2 separate regions of the Sus scrofa genome follow, and region 2 is linked to region 1. Evidence: chromatin contacts called from public Hi-C data. All regions are on one chromosome and are shown on one strand. The core of a region is the stretch at or near the end of the contact, and the rest is flanking DNA. Distances in the headings are between cores, read along the strand shown.

Evidence for each region. Hi-C and Micro-C count contacts between places; a contact is called where the count stands out from the background.
Region 2: a contact with region 1 is called in a Hi-C map of liver, with 2.0 times the contacts expected there. The contact joins two enhancer-like sites. A contact is called at or near these places in 2 of 47 Hi-C or Micro-C datasets (embryonic fibroblasts and liver).

The regions. Positions count from the first base shown.
Region 1 is chr1:234,277,705-234,284,069 of Sscrofa11.1, reverse strand. LOC100524475 (transducin-like enhancer protein 1) reads left to right here. Exons shown (of 20, transcript XM_003480540.4): 17 at 2,203-2,350; 18 at 4,052-4,202; 19 at 5,107-5,183; 20 at 5,316-5,902. The coding sequence ends at 5,423. Among named protein-coding and RNA genes, the nearest start is that of SPATA31D1, 90 kb to the left of the region's middle. Within about 2 kb of position 1,734, at least 29 of the 83 cell types and tissues checked have an H3K27ac peak or open chromatin away from gene starts, as enhancers often do. A contact at or near this core is called in liver, where this site is marked.
Region 2 is chr1:234,467,345-234,474,323 of Sscrofa11.1, reverse strand. The region is part of intron 2 of SPATA31D1 (spermatogenesis-associated protein 31D1); the gene reads right to left. Among named protein-coding and RNA genes, the nearest start is that of SPATA31D1, 100 kb to the right of the region's middle. Within about 2 kb of position 4,408, at least 10 of the 83 cell types and tissues checked have an H3K27ac peak or open chromatin away from gene starts, as enhancers often do. A contact at or near this core is called in liver, where this site is marked.

The DNA of each region.
Region 1 (6,365 bases), core at 485-2,984:
GCCCAGGCACCCATCTCCATTGGGTGTGCTCTGAACTTCTCTCTTTGCTGACCGCCAGGGTCTCAATACCTGATGGCTATGACAGAGTCCTGCTTCACAAATCTCAGTTTGGACTAGCCACACGTGGCTAGTGGCTACTTTGTGTGACATGACAGGGCAATGCAGAGTCTACTGTTTTTTTTTTTTTTTTTTTTTTTTTTGTCTTTTTAGGACCACACCCACAGCATATGGAAGTTCCCAGGTTAGTGGTCGAATCAGAGCTGTAGCTGCCGGCCTGCACCACAGCCACAGCAATGCCAGATCTGATCTGCATCTTCGACCTACACCACAGCTCGAGGCAACACCAGATCCTTAACCCACTGAGCAAGGCCAGGGATGGAACCCACACCCTCCCAGATACCACTTGAGTTTGTTACTGCTGAGCTACGACAAGAACTCCCTTAATATCTTGCATCTGCTGTGACCCAGAGGAGCCTGAGGACAGCACCGAGATAGGTGGATACAGGGATGGAGAAATACCCACCGGGTGCTTAAGTCAGCAGAGAAAAATTTCTATATTCAAGGAATCAAAGTATTTCCTGAGTTCCAGAGGTAAAAGGAATTCGGAAGATGAAATGAAGAGGGAGGTCCCTGGGTTTCAAACGCTATTTGAAGGCAGAAAAGCAGCAGTTTGGAAACGGGTGGGGGGAGTGTGCGGCTACTCCAGGCCTGGGGGACCAGAGGGGAAGCCTCAGAAGGAGAGTTGGGTGCATGGAGGAGAGGACCAGGTGGAAGTTCTGAATGGTTTTCAGAGGTGACTTTTTTTTTTTTTTTTTTTGCTTTTTTTAGGGCCACACTCCCAGCATATGGAGGTTCCCAGGCTAGGGGTCAAATTGGAGCTGTAGCCACTGGCCTACACCACAACCACAGCAACACCAGATCTGAGCTGTGTCTGTGACCTATACCACAGCTCACGGAAACCCTGGATCCTTAACCCACTGAGTGAGGCCAGGGATTGAACCTGGGTCCTCAAGGATCCTAGTCAGATTCATTTCCACTATACCACTATGGGAGCTCCAGAGGGGCTGTTTTTGATGTGGCAGTTCACATCTTATCTCTGAATTCAGGGCACTGGGGTTGCTCTTGTCTTACCCTCCATGCCCTTTAAATTTTGGACTCAGCTTTCAAGATTGCCGCTCTGTGAGAAGGTAACAGGAAGGGGAGGCACTGGAAACTTTTCTCTGGGTGTTGAGGTTCCCACGAAGTACTCCTGGATGCTGCCTGCTTTGCCGTCCTCTTCAGGCCTCCGAACACCTCTCTCTGGTTCCCGGCTCTCCCCTGCCAGCTCCCTCTTGGCATGGACCAGACCAGACTCATGACCCCCAACCTTCTGGCCCTGTGGTGGCTTACCTCCCCCTGCCCCCAGCAAGCCCCACCTGGGACCTGGCAGAGCACCTGCGCCCGGCAGATCCTGGTTGGTCGCTTGTTCTGGGTGGTGGTTTTTGACCAAAGCACAAGGATCCTCTTTAAGAGAACAACAGCCTTGTGCTCAGCTTCGAGGCCACGCTGTGCCAGAGGCCGGTCCCAGCAATCAGCTCCGTCTCTGCTCTGCGCCTCTGAGTCAGGAGGCCGGCATGCCCCTTTGTCTCTGCGAGTCCACATTTCCTAATGCGGGTCTCTTTCTAGTAGAGAAAGCGAGGTTGAGTAAATACATGAGCTCATGCTTTGTTGGCAGGAAGGGCATCGCTGTGTTATTCACTCATGGAGACAGGAGTGCTTCTGGGCCCTGAGCTGGTAATGTGGTGATTCAGGCCCACGCGGTTAAAGGCCAAGCCTGCCTCTTTCTGGGAGGAATACACTTGGGATTCTGTGTGTTTGCCTTTTTCCCTCCCCCCGTCTTTTCACACTTAAACACTTTTCCAGACCTGGGAGGAATTTTTCGTTCCAGACGAATTTGTAAGAATAGCTCTAGGAGCGTATTTAACTTCTCCTGTGTGGTGACCTAAAACGGCATTCAGTTTCTTCAGCACTTGGATCCTGAAAAAAGAAGAAAATCTGCAGGTGCTGTTTCCTCTCCTCCTCAGGGGAAGGTTGGTCTGATCTTGCACATCAGCAGACACTGAGGAGATGACACATGCTCGGCAGGTCCAAAACCAACAACACAACAGTGTTTACCCTGAGCCCTGGCAGGAAATCGTTATTCAATCTGGTTTGTTTTATCAGGCAATTCCAGGGCCACACGGACGGGGCCAGCTGTATTGACATTTCTAACGATGGCACCAAGCTCTGGACGGGCGGCTTGGACAACACAGTCCGGTCCTGGGACCTGCGTGAAGGGCGGCAGCTGCAGCAGCACGACTTCACCTCCCAGGTGTGGGCTTGTTCTTCCCTGTGCAGCCACCTCCCCCCTCCCATCCCCAGCACAGTAGTAGCCAGACAAACAGTCTGGGCTCTAATTTGAGATACATACACACAGACCCCAGAAATCACCCCCAAATGCTTACAGTGTTTTAAAATTGCTGTGGTTTAAACAACCTGTGGGTTGTTTTAGTGGTATATGAGTTTGCTTCAGGAATCTGCGCCTGGAAGAACATACAGGGTCTGATCTGCTGTCCATCTTCTCACCATCTAACATGGGGTTGAGAGATGAGATGATGATTTGGTCCACATCGAAATGGACCTTGAAAAATATGCAGTGATAATCATGATAGCTCTGAGAGTTAATTTATTTCACATACATCAGGCATCTCAGTGGATGCCCGTCTTATTACTCATCCCTTAAAAACTGGGCTCATGCCTGCCCAGATTTATGGAGTTTTGAAATGGCATAAAAATGGTAACTTTGATTGTGGATTGTGGAGATGATTTACATGTTGAATGTCTGACTCTAGGCCTGTTTGGGGAAAGACAGGGCATGCCATTTTAAGTGCTTTCTGATGGTGGAATTGTTCTTTTTATCATCGCTTATTTCCTTACTTTTTTGGGGGTAATAAAAGTAATTCCACTCAGAAAAATAGGACAGAAATGGAAAGCAACTATACATGCAACTAAATTTCATGGCCCTGTCAAAATTTTGTTGAGTCTCTCGTGTTCCAGCCCTGTTCCTGTTATGGGTAAGATCCTATTTTTGGTCTGCCCTTTTTTTTTTTTTAACTTCTCGTGGAGAATTTCAAATATATATGAGAGCAGAAAATGTTTAAGCATATGTAAAAGTCCAAACCACAAATCCCATATGCCCATCACCCAGCTTCAACAGTTACTAGCACATGACCAGTCCTGTCTCATTGGTTTTCCCTGCCCCCAAACAGTGGATTATTTTAAAGTAAACCCCAGACATCATATTGTTTTGTCCCTACATAGTTCTGATAGTGTCAGTAAAAGACAAGGAGTCTTTTCAAACAAAATACATGAGTAGTGTTACGAAGAATAATTTCTTAATTATTTTTTATTTATTCATTTTGTCTTGTAGTTTTAAAAGCAAAGTATAGTTGATTTACAAGGCTGTGCCAATTTCTTCTGTACAGCAAAGTGACCCAGTCATACATATATGTTTTCTTTATTCCTTCTAATTATTTCATAAAGGTGATCAGCACTTGCCTTATCTAGATTGGGTTGCTTATCCCATAGACTTTACCACACAGTTTGAAGTTTGCTTGTTCCATCCTCCTGTTTTTTGTGGGGTGTTTTTTTTTGTTTGTTTTTGTTTTTTTGGCTTTTTGTTTTGTTTTTTGCTTTTTAGTGCTGTATCTTGCAGCATATGGAAGTTCCCAGGTTAGGGGTCGAATTGGAGCTGCAGCTGCCAGCCTATGCCACCGCTACAGCAACCGTGGATCCAAGCAAGCTGTGTCTGTGACCTAAACCACAGGTCACGGCAGTGCCGGATCTTTAACCCACTGAGTGAGACCAGGGATGGAACCCACATCCTCGTGGATACTAGTTGGGTTCATTACCGCTGAGCCACGACAGGAACTCCCCATCCTGTTCCTGCTAGTTTTCCTCCCTTTTTTTTTGTCTGGTCACTTCCTAAGTTCATTGGGCAAAACACTCAGCGAGCCTCTTCTGCTTCTTATAGATATTCTCCCTTGGTTATTGCCCAACCGGAGAATGGCTGGCTGTGGGCATGGAGAGCAGCAACGTGGAAGTTCTCCACGTGAACAAACCCGACAAGTACCAGCTGCATCTCCATGAGAGCTGTGTGCTGTCCCTAAAATTTGCTTATTGTGGTGAGTTCAACTGAAAGGAAACCGGAGGATGCTGATGGCCTGAATGGAAAATACTTCTACAAAAATACAGTGGAGATCATATCTGGAAAAAATGTTCTCTGAGCAGCTGGATGCAATAATTCTATTGTCTTAAAATGTCCCTCAGAGCATAGCGATGTCGGTTTCAGTCTGTTTCCCTAATTTGAGAAAAGTCAGCAGGCAATAAAATTGCCTAATACAGGGTTTTGACACATGTTTGTTTTTAGTGGGGAGAGTCAAGGGTGTGGGTGGGGGGCACTTAGTTACCAGTCTGAGAGGGGTGGGTGGGATGTTGGAGGAGAAGGGAACAGGAGCAGAGGAGGTGGCAATGGACTGGCCAGAATGAGGAACCCGTGGTCAGAGAAGGAAATGTTTAGCTGCACCCAGGCCATTATACTCTTCAGTGAAGATAATGAGGGAGGAAGTTCATGGGGAGTTAAATATTTGTTCCCGAGATGGATGGATGGATGGATGGATGAGTAGCTATCACATGTTAACCACATTCTATGTTCCATATATCCTGTCTGCTATTTTACTTAGATTTGTCATCTCATCCTTCCTGGTCCCGTTTTTATCCTAAAGAGAGTAAAGGGAAACAACTTCACTGATGGACTATTTGAGGACCCACTGCATGCTGGGTGTGAGGCTACCTGGCTGATGGCTGATGGGGCTGACATGGTCCCTGCCACCACTTTGGTTAAACCCAGGATTATAGCTGGTTCACACTGGAGCCCAAATTTAAAACCTGCTCTTTCTACTCATGTCATAGCCCAACCCCTTGCATGTGACAGTTTATGATTAAAAAGGCTCTAATTTAAGTCGATGTAGCTAATGTATAGCAAGGATTATGATCTTGTTTAACCACATGTTCCTTTGCTAATTCTAGGTAAATGGTTTGTGAGTACTGGAAAAGATAACCTCCTCAATGCTTGGCGGACCCCCTATGGAGCTAGTATATTCCAGGTAAGTCGGTGCTCTTTATCTAGAATGACAGTTGGACCACAGTGTTCCCGATGGCTCCAGAAGTGAAGATGCAGGGCCCCCGACTATGTCTGTTCCACATTAAACACATGTCCATTGTTTTCTCTCTTCCAGTCCAAAGAGTCCTCGTCCGTGCTCAGCTGTGACATCTCTGTGGATGATAAGTACATAGTCACTGGCTCAGGGGACAAGAAGGCGACAGTCTATGAAGTCATCTACTGAAAACATTATGTGGTTTAACGTTTATAGTTGAATTGGGCCAAAATGTTTTGAATTTGTAGGAATAGAAACGTTGTAACTTTAAGAAACACAAAAACCTGTTTCCAAGCCTTGACACAAAACAGTACTTTGCGTCTACAAAGAGGAGGCAACAGCACATCAGCAGGCCACCCGTCTACCAAGACCAAATGGAGCGCCAAGGCAGGGTGGACAGAGGGGCAAGGATTGCGGCTTGAGGAATGGAGCCTGCCGACCAGGGCAGGGTCCATCCTTTTCTTCTGTGTGATCTGCTGAGATCAACTTTCTGTTCCTTGCGATTCCCTGGCTGCCCACCCTTGGTAGAGCAGTGGTGTCTCCAATGAAACTTGTTTCCTGGTTTTGCATCTTGTGAAATGTTTTTTTGTATTTTTGTTGAAGGTTAAACATTTGTATAAATTGTAAATATATTTGGTTTATTACAGTAAAGGCTTTAGTACCAATAAGTGGTTTCTCTTCTCCTTTGTTGTTTTTATCAATGCTATGGAATCATTGGTGTGGGTTCTATCCTAAGCAAATTTTAGACATGTGCAGAGGAACTTTTCAAATGCACTTTGTGTTTTATAAATGTATTTGGTCACGGACTCCCACTGCACTAGAACCTAATTAACACTTCTGGGTTACCAGGAACTCAGAACTAGGGACAATGAGTAACTGAAGCTTTATTAATGATGATTTTATTTGAGAAGCAAAAATAACTTCAATATTCATTCTTTTGTTTGGCTACTCTTGTGATTCGAGGGCACAAATTAAAGCTCAGCTTTTTCTTGGTGATTCACTGGGAGACAGATTATTCTTTTCTCTAGGAAAGCCCAACATTTTATTCAAACCTATAGTCTTTCCCTTCACAAGCTTCCCAATTTAAGAAATGGAGGTGCCTTGTGTTTAGTGTTAAGACTGATGATATCC
Region 2 (6,979 bases), core at 3,159-5,658, 190 kb before region 1:
TTGACTGAAGTCTTATGGCACATTTAGTCCAGGTACTTCTACTGGGGAGCTTCAGACCTGTCACTCCAGGGCCTGGTGGCCTTCAGATGTTCTGAATCCCTGAACTCAACATGCAAAAGTTCAGAGTGTTAGGCCAGGGTGTAAACACAATCTTGAAATCAAGTAAGTATGAAGAGGATTCTTCCGCTTGCAGTTCAGTTAGTTCACAAGCTTGTCTTTTTTTTTGTGTAGGTTTCTGCAGTTGGAACATGAAAAGAGAGAAAGATGGGGAAACAGAGACAGACAGAGAAGAAAAAGGAAAGGGCACTGAAGAAAAAGGAAAAAAAAAAAACAACCACCCCCAAACCAAACCAAAGCCACAAGTTGAAAAAAAATCCCTATAAAATAGGAGCGCATTATGTTTTTGTGTATTTTCAAAATGTAGCCAAACTAAACCATTAAATGAGGATTTTGTTTCACAAAGTCTGCAAACTATTCAACGCTAACCCACTACACCAAGAATGTGGTGCCAACCAAAATATGTCAAGATTAGTAGTACTCAATAAAATCTCAGAACCAAATGACATGCAAGCTGTATTTCATGATTAGAGCGCTTCCTTATGTCAAGGAACATACACATTAACTTGTTTAAACACAGCGATGTGCTGTCACTCTGTTTGTCAAAAGCAGAGGAAGGAGAATCTAGTGCTTACTAAACCCATCCAGATGATGCTTCACACTTTCTAGCTTCCTGGCAGACAGCACAGACCGCATCCAATTAATCTTTACATCTGAGAGAAGAGGAATTGAAGGAGAGAAGAGAGAAGGGAAGAGGGGTAGAGGGAGTAAAGACCACTTCCCACTTTACAAAGCAGGGCAGTAAAAGCTGGGTTAGCCACTGCTTTGCTCAAGGCTCTGACACAAGCTCAGAGCTGGGATTAGAAGAAACAAATGATGACTTTTTTTTTTTTTTTTTTTTTTTCTTTTTCTTTTTAGGATCCTACCTGCAGCATATGGAAGTTGCTAGGGTAGAGGTCCAAATGGAGCTGCAGCTGCTGGCCTATGCCACAGCCACAGCCACGCTAGATCTAAGCTGTGTCTGCAATCTACACCACAGCTCATGGCAATGCCAGATCCTTAACCCACTGAGCGAGGCCAGGGATAGAACCTGCATCCTCATGGGCACTATGTCAGGTTCTTAACCCACTGAGCCACAATGGGAACTCTCACATTTCCATGTTTTCTCATAGACTCTTCACCACTTTCCTTCTTATCCCATTTTACAAAAGAGAGATGAAGGGATGGTGCCAAAGTAGCTCCTCCAGAAACCAGGAAAACCAGAGCAGGACACCGCTGTCTCAGGCCTCTCAACCACGGGGAACTATACAAAAGGCAGCAGCCCCTCTCTGCACTGAAATGCATGCGTTTGAGCAGGATTCTAAAAATGCAGAGGAGTAATCATCTCATTCTGTGACTGTCAACAACAACGAGCTGCTGTGCGCAGCTACCTAGCAGGAGGATGAAAGGGAGGCTGTTCTCTCATTTACCAAGTACAGTAGTAAGATATGTGATCACGTTAAGAACACTTGAGGGGCCTTGTGGGTGAAAAGGAAAACCCAAGCCACTTCACTTGTGTGTGCCTGGCAATCCCCAAATGAGGCTGACACAGCAAAATGGGCTGTTCCCATAGCCACTGCCTCCACCTTCCTCACCCACCTGTACCCCTCCACCCACACATCTTCATTCTCAGGGATCCTCTAGATCCTGGGGAATTACTGCCACCCTTTACCCACCACATGTGCCTTGGAGTTGTGGTGAAAGAGAACTGAAATTGAAACTAGGGTCTCCTCTGGAGTTCCCGTTGTGGCTCAGCAGTTAATGAATCTGAGTAGCATCCATGAGGACGCAGGTTTGATCCCTGGCCTTGCTCAGTGGGTTAAGAATCCGGCGTTGCTGTGAACTGTGGCGTAGGCTGGCAGCTACAGCTCTGATTTGACCCCTAGCCTGGGAACCTCCATATGCTGAGGGCAAGGGCCCTAAAAAGCAAAAAACAAACAAACAAACAAGCAAACTAGTGTCTCCTCTGACATATCACAGAGTGGCTCCTCCCAGGAAGTCTGCCCTTCACACCACAGCCTGAGGGGGCCAAGGGTGCCCAAATCTGGTCGCCATGTCCATTTCTGCCCATTGACATCTTCCTTAACCTGATTAGAAGCCAAGCTTTTCAAGATCTGGGCGCTGCCTGGCATTCTGGCTGTGGGTCCTCACACGCATCCACACACACCTGACTCCGGCCGTATTTCCAGAGACTTCCCATGATGGGCTCAAGTGCATCCCTCTAAAAATTCATACATGGAAACCCTAACCCCCAGTCCCTGAGAATGTGACTATATTGGGAGATAGGGCTTTAAAAGGGGTTATTATGATTAATGATGTCCTGTGACTGGACCCTAATCCAACATGACTAGTATCCTTAAAAGAAGAAGAGATTGGAAAATGGAAAGAAGACCATTCGAAGACGTAACCAGAAGGCAGCTGTCAAGCCAAGGAGAGGCACGTCGGCGGAAACCAAACCCACTGACACCTGGACTTCTAGCCTCCAGAGCTGTAAGAATATTATTTTCTGTTTTTTAAGCCACCTCATCTGTGGTATCTGGTTATGGCAGCACTGGCTACCTATTACAGCTTCTTATTCCCAAGCCCTGCTACAGTCTTTCACACTGGCCCCTCAGCCTGGAAGACACGGCCCCCTGGCCATCCCTGACCATCGTCCTCATGGATACCTCTTCGACTCCAGTGTTCAACACAAATGCCAGGTCGTCTCCTCCACGAGGCCTTTCCAGATAATCACGGACACCCCACAGCTGACCTGTGATTACACAGAGGCCTAACACACCTCCATGGTGTGGCCATCCCCCACAATTCTCTGTCTCCTAGTAAACAGCAAGTCTCATGGAAAAGGGACGCCTTCTTACTCATTTCCCCAGCTTAGCACAATGCCCATCAGAGAGAAGATAATTAATGTTTGATGAAAGGACAAATCGGGGAGTGGAAGGAAACAGCAATAGCAGTAGCAATAATAACTAAACCGTACTGAAGGTTAGCTACATGCCAGACACTATTCTAAATGCTACACTTGTCCTAACCAGCCTTATCCTCCCAATAATAATAGTAAATAGTATGGTTATCCCCTTTTTACTGGTGAGAACCAAAGCACACAAAAATAAGTAACTTGCCCAAGGTCATGCAGAGTCAGGGATTTAAAACCACGTATCCGGCTCCAGAGTCCACATTCTGAAGAAAAATGTCTTCCAAAGAAAAAGAAAAGGAGAAAAAGAAGATAGGAAAGGAACAAAAGAAGGTAAGAAACCACCACTTGTGTAAACTTAGGCAAGATACTTAAATTCTTTGAAACTCAATTTCCTCATCTGCTTGTCTCAGGAAAGGCTTGCGTGAGATAACATATGAGAATACGTTCTTATCGCAGAGGGCTGTGGAACGACACAGCCTGTTTTCAGTAGCCAGAAATCAAGTAACCCCACAGGCCTTTCATTTGAGGAGTGGATTTTCAGGGATTTTTTCCTACATGGTAGATAATCCTGAGGAGATAAATTCAAGGCAGAGAAGAATGGGGTAGGCAAAGATGAGCATTGGAAGGAAAGGCTTCTCTGCCTCCCACCAGGGACCACAGGTCACACTGCCTTTTTCCAGAACTCTCAGAGAACCATTTGCCGGTAATATTTCTGCCCCTCGGAGTTGTGCATTCCAATCGAGCTGGCCCTGAGGGTCGCTGAGGACACATACCCCAGAGGGGTGTGGCCCCTGATTCAGAAACCACAGATTACATTCTTGAGAGGCCTACAGATTAATGTCATATTAAAATTTCAGTTTAGGAATCTGGTTTTCTGACTTAATATTCTGAGCTGGGATTCTGATGTTAACTGGCGTATGGGAGAACTTCTGTTCTGTCTTCAAACTGGACCTTTCTGGTTTTGGTTTGTGTTTTTTAAATACTGACTTCCCGTGGAGCACCTACAAATCTTTTTTCTTTTTTTTTTTTTTTTCCCTTTGATTCACAAATGCATGGAGCATGAAACAATGACTCATGGGACCTGGTAAAGAGGCAGGTTTAGTTGTTCGACACCTGCAAAGACTCCCCTTCTTCATAGGTTTTCAGATGACCTACTTACCTAGGCAGGGAGCAGAATGGTTAAAGCGTTTGGAGAAAATCAACTGTAAATAGAAAGGCTATGTTTAACATAATCCTCTCCAGAAGATTCTCCCTCCTCCAGTCACTGTAATCAACCCTGGAGTATCAGGTGAAGGTTCTTGATTATCTCCCTGTGGCATTCTGTCTCACCACATAGCTGATAATACACTGATGGATTATCAAACAAGATTACAGCTTTAGCAAATAAAATCATGTTTTGTGTTAAGAGAGAAAATGCTTACTATCCCTACCTGCCTGGCTAAATATTTACATATCACAGGCTTTCTAGGGTCCCTGTTCTTTCAAATCTGATTTTTCAAAAACAACACAAAGGTTAAGTTAACAAAAGGGGAACACACTGTGCTTTCAACACGAAGCCAAATGCACCTCTGGGAGAAAACAGGTGCTGTCAGAAAGGCAGGAATAAATCCAAGGCCTCAGGTGCTGGTGAGATCAATGGGTACATGTGACAGAAAACAGAGGCAAATGTGTTAGGAGGGATTCAAATGCCTACTTTGAAGGGAACATAAATGAAAGAGAATAGATAAGCAATGCGGTCCTGCTATATAGCACAGGAAACTATACCAACCACTTGGGATAGAACATGATGGAAGGTAATATGAGAAAAAACATGTTTATATGTGTATGACTGGGTCACTTTGCTGTACAGCAGAAATGGACAGAACTTTGTAACTCTACTATAATTTTTTTAAAAATGAGAGAGAATGGAAATCCAAAGCATGCACATAGATGTGTGTGTGTGTGTAAGAAGAACAGCGATGGGCTTATATAAAGTCATAGTCTCAGGTTGGTCTTTTGCTTTATACCTTCCAAAGCCCTTTCTCCTTCAAGCCTATACTCCTCTCTCTGCCTCCCTTACTACCCAGTTTCCGCCTGTTTTCCCCAATCTTCCCATTTTAGAGATGACACAAAGGGAGGCCTAAGAGAAGTCACACAATTTTCAAAAAGTCCTAGAAGGCAGGCTTCAAACACAAGTTTTCTCTTTTTTTATCTCCCCAATACATCAAACACAAGTTTTCTGATTTCCATTTCAGTCCCCTTTCTGCTGCACCTCTCTGCTCTAACACAGGGACGTTCTCCTAAAGGACGGGAATGGCAGAGGTGTGTTTTTTTTTAAGCTTTGTGTATTCATATTGAAAAATCTTAAGTTGAATTCCTTTTGGGTTTAAGACTTGTGGACAGGACTTCCCCGGGTGGTGCAGTGGGTTAAGAATCCAACTGAAGTGGCTCAGGTTCAATCCCCGGCCTGGCGCAGTGGGTTAAAGGATCTGGCATGGCCTGGCCGTAACTGCGGCTTGGATTCAATCCTTGGCCCCAGGGAACTTCCGTAAGCCATAGTGTGGCCATTTAAAAAAAAAAGAAAGAAAGAAAAAAAAAAAAGACCTGTGGACAAATGGATATAATGTATTTGTAGGAAACAGGCACTTTAAAATGCCTATCTTTCAAGAGAGGAGAGCAAAACAGAGAAATTGGTTTGGGAACAGTACACTGGTCAGTTTAAATTAGTTACTGTCCCAGGGAATAGTACAAAGCATTGATAACCACTGTGGCTAGTTGTGGAGCAAGTTATTTTGGACAATCTAACTTCCTTCTCTGAATGACAGATCCTGCAAACATGGAAAGGTAAAGAGATGGGATGCTCTGTACGTGCAATTCAGAGTGTCTTCTTCCCCTGCCACACACAAAACAGCACTGGGCTGATCTTCAGTGCAAAGAAATTTCTGTTCGGCAGATGAGGGAAGGTCCACAAAAGCATCAGGGCAAGATGTTTTGTCATGGAGCAAGTGGTCTCACTCACTTCCAAGTGGAGTGAGAGCGTGTCACCTCCCAGGCACCGCCCAAGGAGCCAGCGTTCTGTGTGCATACTGGCTACTGATGGGGATCATCAAGTGAAAAAATAACGAGCATCACACAGAATAAAAATACTCTAGTCCTCTTTTGTAATGCTATGTCATTTCCAAAAATGTATCAAATATAAACTAGTGAAATCACAACTTTTCTCTTTTAAAAATTATGATTGAAAGGAGATAGAAGTTTTTAAAATACAAGGAATATGATAAACAATACATTTCAACTTATCTACAAGCTTATATAAATATCAGCAAAGTTCCCCTTCCATCCCCTACAATCTACCTTCCCCCATCTCCAGATGGATTATCTCTGCAGTTTAGTGTGTATTTTTCCAATTCTTTTTCTATGAGATATATTTTCTTTTATATGTAAGTATATAAATATTTAAGTATTATATGTAAGTATAACTAAATATATATACTTATATGTACATATACTTATTTTTTTCAATAGTATGTGTGAAAGATCTCCTCAAGCTAGAAGACAGAACTCGACTTCATTCTTTTTAATTGCCACTCAGCATACAAGAATATGGATGGTCCATAAATACTATGGATTTGGAGTTTCCATTGTGGCTCAGCAGGTTAAGAGCCTGATTAGTATCCATGAGGATGTGGGTTCAATCCTTGGCCTTGCTCAATGGGTTAAGGATCTAGCGGTGTTGTGAGCTATGGTCAAAGTCACAAAGGGGCTCAGATCTGGCATAGCAGCTCTGATTCGCCCCCTAGCCTGGGAACTTACATATGCCATGGGTGCAACCCTAAAAAGACAAAAGATAGGTGTAGTCATAAAAAAAAAAAAAAAATACTATGAATTTCTCTATTGATGGACATTTAGGTCATTTCCAGTTTGAGGTTATTATAGTCAATAATGCCACAAACATTCATATGTGTACATGGTGGAAATTTCGAATTGAAA